Linked DNA regions of Cyprinus carpio: region 1 is linked to region 2. A link is a contact called in public Hi-C data. All regions are on one chromosome and are shown on one strand. Each heading gives the region's core, a stretch centred on a gene start, on an enhancer-like site or on the middle of the called end of the contact. The rest is flanking DNA. Distances are from core to core; before and after follow the strand shown.

Region 1 (5,114 bases), core at 1,786-4,285, 42 kb before region 2:
CATTAGTTTGGATGTTTAGTGAAAAAGGAACTCCTTTAAAGGGGTTCCCACAATGCATCTGGCCTTCCGCACGAGGACAGATGAAAAGAGCCGAAGAAAGCTGTGTTAGGAAAGAATAGGCAGCTCCCATGCTGCTGGTGGCATATTCAGACCACAGTCTGTGCTTTTTTGCCCTTGTCTCTCTCTCTCTCTAACACATATGCAGACTGCTATACAGCTCAGTGCACATCTGGAAGGAGTTATAGCGCATCCTAACACAAGAGGGAGCCACAACGCTCTAGAAGCCACAAGATAATTAGCTAAAAACAGCCAAAATAAACACCCCATTACCCATCATAAGTGCAGGATGAAAAACATTCAAAGTTAGTATGAAATTAAAAATGAATTATGTTCATAAAGCACGTTTCTGGTTTTATTATGAATGATTCATTCGCCCATGTTTTAAAAAAGTGAATACCCTCATGCTCATTATTACAATCGTCTCTCTTCAGCCTCTTCAAAAAATAACTTGGATTTCACGCTGCCCTCTGTTGGAAGCAACTGCAATGAGGAATTCATTTATCAGCTACCTCCAAAGGTAAGACATATTTGAAGACTGAGTTTTTCTGATGTGGAAAAATACAAATTAGTTAAGCAATTTGTTAGCGTGACAAATTAGAGTGAATGAAGCAACCTCAGATTCGATTTTGAATCCACCTTCATGAATTAACTGACAGAATGACAACAAAAGTTAATATATATATATAAAAAAAATATATATATAAAAAAATATATATTTTATACATTCATTTTAAAAACATGCAAACTGTAATACTGCTTTAGCAAGCACTGCTAATAAGACCCTGGCGTTCTTGTGGTTTGTATCGGACCAGCAATGATAAAGTTAGCATGCTAGTCAAAATTAGGATGCTCTGTAAATGTGGCCTCTGCTCTCATCTCAAAAGTCTATCAAGACAGAATGTTCCAGAGTGTAATTTCTTTCAAATGCTGACAATGTAGCCACAGTACACAACCTCATGATGCAGTTCAAGTCTGCATGCCAAACAGCAGATAAGTTTAAATGTAGCTTGATTTCAGAGGCAACAGAGACAAAAGAAGCTACTTTGACAAGAGAGGTCAGAAGGGAGTAAAAAAATAAAATAAATAAAAAAGAAAGACAGTCAATAACTGGGTAATTCATAATTTTTGTTGTTGTTATTCAAATAGGACCTAGATTCAAATTAAACTGGAAGAAAGCCGCTAAAGCTAGCTAATGGTTTTACAAAATGAGATTTAGCATTCTCTGCTAATTTGTTTGAACACAAACAAGACTGAATGAAAACCTATTATGTCAATCAGTAATATTACGTAGGAGAAAAGGATAATTTCATCACTCATGCTTGAATTAACCACAATCAAAACAATTGATGGTAGTCGCAACATGCTAGCAAAAACATGTCAGTTTCCAGTGCTTTATGGCCTATCCACACTAAAAACGCTAACTATAACGATAGTGTCCACACCATTACATGAAAGTATTCTGTACAATATTCTATTGTATGCACTGCAGTTTTGTTATATGCCAACTCTTTAAAGTCAGGTGAATTGTGACCCGTTTTTATCGTTCAGAAAAAAAAAAAAAAAAAAAAAAGAAATCTGAAAGTTATTCCCCTGATATTGTTATAGCTGTGGTGTGGACTTCCCTTTTCTCATTTCCCGTTCTCAAGAATTATAATTATTATTAAAACTTCATGGCTGCAGTTATAGTTAAAGTTATAATTTTTGGTGTGAATGGGCTTTCACCTCCTCAACAATAGTTTTAGATCCTATCAGGTACTCCAAAACCAAACTGGGAGGCACAGGAAGAAGTCAAAACAATACAGATTCCCACAGGAAGATGACAAAATAAACAACTGAAGTTCTTTCTAATCAGAAACTTCCAAAGACTGAAGATAGACATCTCACTCTATCACTCTTACTGGCCTGCATAAACACCCAAGCTATCACATCTTCCCTTCCTCCCTCTCAGTTTTCTCGCCACGGATATCACCCCTATGACACACAACTGGGGAAAAAAAGGTGTTCAGGCTGATGTCATCTTTACTTCATGAGAAAAAGGACAGCATACACACACAGAACCACAGTGTGAGCTGTAGGGTGGCAGTGTTCCCATATCTGCAAGTTTGACCTTGCGTGACACAGTTCAGCACTTGTAACTCAGACCTGCGTCAGAACGCTAAGGCTCTTTCAGCAACCAGGCAAAGAAATCAGATTTACGACAGAAGGTCAGGTTGAAAACATCCCTAAATTTCTGCTCCGTGGAGCCTTTTGGGAAACTACCACCGTCCTATCTACTGAGAATTCAGGGTGGCTGGAAGCAAACTCTGAGTGAATCATACCAAGAGGTCTAAATGTTAATGATTTTTTTAGTGGATGGCAGGTTGAGGATAATAGCCAAAGAATATTCACCGCTTCGGCATTCGCTATGTCTGCTGAGGAGTCTTGGTGTCCGTCCACTGCATCCTCTGCTAAAGTGCCGTCATCTGTGAAGTGGAATCAAGACATAGGACATTTATAATTTGGAACTGAAAAAAGGCTGAAGCACTTTTCAGTTGCCATTTTGTCAAACTTACTGTAGATGATGAGGCATGTACAAACAACAAAACGCTTAATTTAAATAAGTTTCGAGGAAATCCACATACGTGACTTTTAACTGAAACTTCCAAAAAGCAATACGTAATTCATTAACTCAGCTGCTGATTCATGTCCGAAGAGCGAACATTTCAGTGGCCCAGGTTTATTTGTTTACTTAGTAATGAGCAAATCATGATAAGACCATTCAGATACGTTATTAACCCTGTACTTTTGATAAAAGGAAATTACTTATTCCTCCTTTCCAGCTGAGCTCAGCCGCTCCATGAATGTGATAAAACACATACAGTAAGCAGCTATTAGTAGAACAATGCTGAACTCTCAATCCATGTGGAAAAGAGCTGGGCGTCTACCTTGTAAAATAAATGTTCACAAGACAATCTTTCAACTGTTTTCATTCTATGATGTGAGACAGAGGTGACATCACCAGGTTGCCATGATACAATGTGCTGCTAATACACACTGTCATTTGCAAACACTCCCTATTAACACTGTTCCTTCTAGATGGAAACTAAACTGCTGATCGATGGCAGTATTTTGCTTAAACATTACTAAAAATAACATTACAGACAAAATGGGAATAAATATTGACCCAAGTAAGAATAACTCAATGTTATGTCCATAGAAAATAGTTTGTAAGGCAAACACCATTGTATTCACATGCACACACACAAGCATGTGTCAGAATACAATGAATCTAATGACAAACTAGCTTCAGCTGTAAACAGTCTGATTGGAATGGCATGACACTTCATTTAGCGGCAGGACAAAGTTTCAGACTTTCATCTTTTAGCATCAGACTCCCTAAAATACTTGTTTACACAATCTATGTCAGCACTGCTAGAATGAAAAATAAAAATGCATTACCTGTCATTTGTTCGACATGTGGTTCCTCAGCACATTTCTGAAGAGTTTCACTGTGCTCCATCAAACAATCAGGCATATCTTGATGTAATCCATTCAGGCTCTCAGGTGTTTCTGAAGGCTGCAGTTCTTCAGACAAACCATTGTCTATATCCACTAGGGAAGTGTTTTCCAAACTCTGGAGCAATCCACTATTAATATCCAAAGGGGAAGTGAGCTCAGCCGTTGAGGATGAGGCATTGAGTGGATCAGACATGGAGGAGCTCTCCAGAGCTGAACCACTGGTGGTGTCTGTGGGAGAACACGGGCTGTCCCCAGAGACAGTCGTCTCGCATATATCGGTAGTCATTTCAACACATTCATCCCCACCAGGAATTACAGCAGAGATCTTTACTCCATCAGTGAAGGGTGTCTCAGAATGTCTGTCACCTTGGCTTTCTGTTAGGAGTGAGGCACAAGACAGGTCTAGGTCATTCACACATTCAGCAGTTGGTTCTGATGGTGTGTTTGCACTCTCCTTGGAGGATTCAGGGAGCTGGAACTGTGCTTTGGATTCAGGACAATCATTGTGTGTGATTTCCGACGGATCAGGGAGCTCGGTGATTGTGTCCTGTGAAGTGGAGTCAATTTCCCTTTCCTGTAGAGGTTCATCTGGATCAACATCCTTAATTTTCGGGTCCCCTTGCAAAGTGGACACTAGAACTGATGGTTCCCCTGGTTCACAAATTAGATTTTCATTTGAGGTATCTCCAGAATATTCCTCAGGAATCTGCTCAACCAGTTTGGATGTAGAATCTGGCTGAACAAACATTTCAGATGCCTCTTCTTTGAAAGGAGATCCTACAATTATATCAGCTCCACAATGTTCAGAAGGCAGTACTGTAGACACATCCTGTTGTAAATCACTTACAATAAAGGTTTCAGAGTCAACAGGCAGAGAAGATTCATCAGAAGATTTTGATTTGTCATCCAACTGTGAGACAACAATGTCCTTTACTGATTCCGGCTCTTCAAAGATCTCCTTAGGGTTGTTTATCCTCTCATTTGGGGCTACCTTCTCCTTGCTTCCATCAGGTAGAGACCCATCAATCCGGCAAGACAAAATCTCTGCAGTGATGCCAACAGAATTCCCTGTTTTTGCGCTGATGTCACAGTTTGTGTCATTTGACAAAATATCCTGACATTCTAATGCAGTCTCTGAAGATTGTGTGACTTGGGGTGGCTGCTGAAAACTTTCTGTAGTTTCAGAAAAGGGCTCCACAGCTGGACCTTCATGAGAGGAAGTCTCAGTAACAGGCGAGAGCCCTCGTCGAACCTTATGCACTGGTCCTGGTGCCATGTTTGGCAGGAGACTTAACAATTCCAAAGGACCACCCTCTGAAATGCTACATCCAGAGTTCTGCTTTATGCTAGCATCATCCGTAACCAAACCAGAAACTGACTCAGTGTTGCCTTTGGTGTGTTCGATAAGATTTCCTGTCTCTGTCTCTAGGCTACCATGTGGCTTGTCAACACCATCAGAAATAACATTTTCATCTATTTGTACAGATGAGGTAACCTCAGAATTTACCTGATTTAAAGTCAATTTAACTTCATCCATTCCCACCAAGCATTCCGTA
Region 2 (4,448 bases), core at 1,854-4,353:
AAGTTTGGGGTCAACAGGATTTTAAGTAATTAATACTTTTATTCAGCAAGGATGCATTAAATTGATCCAAAGTGAATGAATAAATAAACGTTGCTCGTTTGAACTTTCTATTCATCAAAGAATCCTGAAAAAACAGCACAACCATTTTCACCATAAATAATAAGAAGAAGTGGTTCTTCTTGCACACCAAATCAGCATATTAGTATGATTTCGGAAGGATCATGTGACACTGAAGACCGGAATAATGATGCTGAAAATTTAGCTTTGCCATCACAGGAATAACTTTTTTAAATTACATATTCAAAAAGAAAATTGTAATACGATTTTACAATGTTACTGTTTTTACTGTTTATTCAAATAAACAATGCCTTGGTGAGCATAAGAGACTTCCTTCAAACACACACACACAAAATTACACTAAACTTTTGAGCATAGAGTAAATAGCATAAGCAGCTGCAACAACATACAAGTGCGGATAATGTATGTCATTCCATAGGCCACTGCTGACTGGAGGGCAAAGTACAGTAAGAGCTGCTAGAAGCTCTTAAAATATTCAGTTCTTACATGCAGAATCTGAAAATGAGTAAAAATTAACTTCAAAACAAAGCTTATATCCTGCCATGCACATAGCAGACTTAAAAAAAAAAGAAAAAAGAGCCAAGTTGGAACCATGCTGCAAAACTAAGCTAATCATGCCTTTTTTGGTCAATGATGACCACCAATATAGATTAGATTATAAGTGATGCTGCGGTGCAATCTTTCCTAAATGATCAATCCCCCAAGAATTCCAATCAGTCAACTCAGTACTGATCTCGACAGAAAACATCTACCAGAAAGAAGCTAAAACTGCATTCTCTGTAATGAGATACAGATGAACCCTCTTGGATTTCTTCTGGCAGTGGTTTCATCTCCATAATCGCTAGCGGACACTTTCACTGTTTGACAACTGCATTTCGAGAAAGGAACAGGCCCGGAATTTGGATTAACAATAAAAACTCGGACTTCCATTATTATTTCTGTATTCCAGTTTTCATGTGTGGCTCATTAAGGTGGCAAATACCCTGAGAGTACTGAGGAAATTAAAAAATCTGCAAGGTTATTAGATTTTAGATCTGGCCAGCAAAAGCAAGATTTCCATAAGCAATTCCAAAAGGAGCAAAAGCGCAACATACAGAAACTTTTAAATCAGTTCTCAACTGGTGAGTCACGGAAAAGGCTAAATGAAAATAATAAAACAAAACTATCATGCATAGCTAGGAGAGCAAATAAATAAGCTTGTATTTCATGTTAATATAAAATAAAACTTAAATGTTAAGGATTTTTTGTTAACCTTTTTGCAATAATCTATGTTAGTTCTTGATGTTCAATACAAGTCCTACAAGTAAAACCAATTGAGAACCAGAGCTTAAATGAATAATAGATGCCAGGAACGACAGACAACCAAATACAAAACACATCCTGGGAATTCCAAAGCTTCTAGACAAAAGAACAACAATCTAGGACTGTGTAGTCTGGGAACACACACACAAAAAAAAACATATTTCTAATAACAAAGTGCAAGGCACAATCTTATGTTTACTAACAGTCAACTCGGCCTTTGTCTTTGATTCTGTCATTTTCACAGGCTAATCTGATGAGTCACGTAACCTGATGAGATAAATTCTTTAAATTTTACAGCTTTGAAGAGGAAAGGTTCAGGTTAAATGTGAACACCTTCTATATCAGGCCACAGAATGATTAGAATAACAGCAGGGGTTCAAACCGGGCTATTGATATAAACACTCTGCTGAGGTGAGTTCTGATCAACATCAAAGGCATGTTTGTCTAAAACACACCTGTCACCAAATAGTGTATAATCCAAACAGTTTTAACTAGTTTTTTAGTCTAATTATAAACCATCTTTCTTTCAAGATCAGAAATGAGAGAAAATAAGGTAACCGATTAAAGGAAAAAGTAAACAAAACAAAAATACAAAAAATAGTTCACATAAACAACTGAACAATTAAACATGAAATAAAATAATTGTAATATAAACATAAATATAATTAAATTATGCAATTAAATTATAAATGTCCCTGTCTGAAAGCGGATCCATGTGTTTTGGAACATGATAGTTTTCTAGTTGTTCTGAAACCACCAGCTGGTCATACCATCTTAAGATGGTCAAGCTAGTTTTTGGGACATGGTAGTTGGTAGACTAGACAATAACTGAATTTACATTCAGTACAATGATTTGAATAATAATAAAAAAATATTGTATACAGTGTGGCTATTGTGACGAAATGTAATGTTTTAGCTATTTACTGCCATAAGAAGAATATACTGACTTCTAGAAATATAAACACAGAATTATTTATAATTTCATTTACAACAACATTTTTTAAATTTTTATTATTATATACAATAATACTTGTTAAGCATCTACACCCTTTTCCCCTAAATTCTAAATAAAAGTGTTATAAATAAATGTGACATGCGGGATCCAGTTAAAGGCCAGCTCGGATCCACTAGAAACCATGTTCCACACAGTTATGTGTGGGTCTACCAGCAGGGGTTAATATCCTGCTGCAGTTAAGAAGTTATTACGACACAAATAAAACATCTAAAACATAATCTGCCGAAATCCTCACAATGACTTCACGGCAATTCTTGTAGGAAATTCGAGGTTGTCTTATCTTACCTCGAACGCTGCAGTGCTCAAAGCTTGCTTCCCTCGTTCACTCTCATTCCCTTTAAACGCTCACAAAACACCATCCAACGTTGTCTGCTTGGGACTGTTTGGCTGGTTACCGCAAACACGTTGAGCTGTCCTTCTATTCCAATGAACGTCGCGAGACAAACTACTTTGTTATAATGTTGCGCTACGGCGTCTGACTGGAGTAAAAGCGTTCTAAAATGTACCAAAACAAACGCTTGTTACGATGCTGGAACTTTTATTCTGCGCTGCGGGTTTTGACGAATGTAAAACGGTCTCAGAATGGAGAGACACAGATCACTTGTAACACTGTAGCAACTTCTATTCTTCTAGTCCGCGTGTCTCACAGGGCGGGACCAGCAGCAGTTAGTGGGAGCAGTGAGGTGTCTCTCTGGCCCTGAATGTCGCATGCTTGACTGTTTATTCATTCGAGCTTGAATAGGACTCGTGAATGTTTACTCATTTCTTGCTCTTGAACGAGGTGTTAACGTGCATGAATACTTATATTAGGGTTTTATTTAGATTATATGACTATAGTTGTTGTTTAGGCTGTAGTGTAGGTCTATGTCATTTAAATGCTTTTATTTGTTTGATTAATGGATACTTTTAAGCGATGACTGTATAAGAAGCCACGCTGCCAATTTAGATTTTTGTCTTAGGTTTCATATTGAAACATATCCAATGCCCAATGAAGTTATAAAATGAATATGACTGACCTCGTGTGGACAGTCTAAATATTACAACTGGGATCAATTCGTATTTCTGTTCGTCTGTCTGTCCGTGTAAATATGCATTTCTATCTCTGTCTGTATTTCTGTGTTTGCTTTTCTATACCTATCACTGTCTGTCTTCCATTCATTTCTATGTATTTCTTTGTCTGTCTGTTTTTCAGTCTTTGCTTTTCTATAACTATCACTGTCTGTCTGTCTGTCTGTCTGTCTGTCTTTCTATGTATTTCTATGTCTGTCTGTTTTTCTGTCTTTGCTTTTCTTCTTCTGTCTGTCTTTTTCTATAACTTCACTGTCTTTTATCTTCTGCTTTCTATCTGTCTATCTAAACTATTTCTGTACTGTCTGTCTGTCTATCTGTCTATCTATGTCTGTCTGTCTGTCTACCGTCTGTCTGTCTGTTCTATGTGAAAAACAAGTCTATTCTGTATTTTCTCGTCTGTATTTCTGTCTTCACTTTTTTTTATACCTATCACTGTCTTTCTGTCAGTCTGTATTTCTGTCTATGTCTGTCTGTCTTTCTATGTATTTCTCTGTCTGTCTGTCTGTCTGTCTGTCTGTCTGTCTATCTATCTATCTGGTAATTTCTATCTCCACCTTCACTTATACCTATATCTATGTATTTCTATGTCTGTCTGTATTTCTGTCTTCACTTTTTTTTATACCTATCACTGTCTTTCTGTCAGTCTGTATTTCTGTAACTATGTCTGTCTGTCTGTCTATATATGTTTTCTATCTTTCTATGTCTGTCTGTTTTTCTGTCTTTGCTTTTCTATAACTATCACTGTCTGTCTATCTGTCTGTCTGTCTGTCTGTCTATCTGTCTGTCTGTTGTATTTCCTTCTGCCTACCTAATTTCTTTCTGTCTATCTATCTATATCTATTTCTGTCTATATATCTTCACTTTTTTTTATACCTATTGTCTGTCTGTCTCTGTATTTCTGTCAGTCTGTATTTCTGTCTATGTCTGTCTGTCTGTCTGTCTGTCTGTCTGTCTGTCTGTCTTTCTATGTATTTGTCTGTCT

What was found. Hi-C and Micro-C count contacts between places; a contact is called where the count stands out from the background.
Region 1: a contact with region 2 is called in a Hi-C map of liver, with 5 times the contacts expected there. The contact joins the enhancer-like site here to the promoter of LOC109069801 in region 2. A contact is called at or near these places in 6 of 8 Hi-C or Micro-C datasets (liver and skeletal muscle).

What each region holds. Positions count from the first base shown.
Region 1 is chrB25:8,663,387-8,668,500 of ASM1834038v1, reverse strand. LOC109069801 (A-kinase anchor protein 13-like) reads right to left here. Exons shown (of 41, transcript XM_042752714.1): 7 at 3,499-5,114; 8 at 2,449-2,522. Among protein-coding and RNA genes, the nearest start is that of LOC109069801, 43 kb to the right of the region's middle. Within about 2 kb of position 3,035, at least 1 of the 8 cell types and tissues checked has an H3K27ac peak or open chromatin away from gene starts, as enhancers often do. A contact at or near this core is called in liver, where this site is marked.
Region 2 is chrB25:8,621,788-8,626,235 of ASM1834038v1, reverse strand. It overlaps LOC109069801 (A-kinase anchor protein 13-like), which reads right to left and starts at 3,103. Exons shown (of 41, transcript XM_042752714.1): 1 at 2,681-3,103.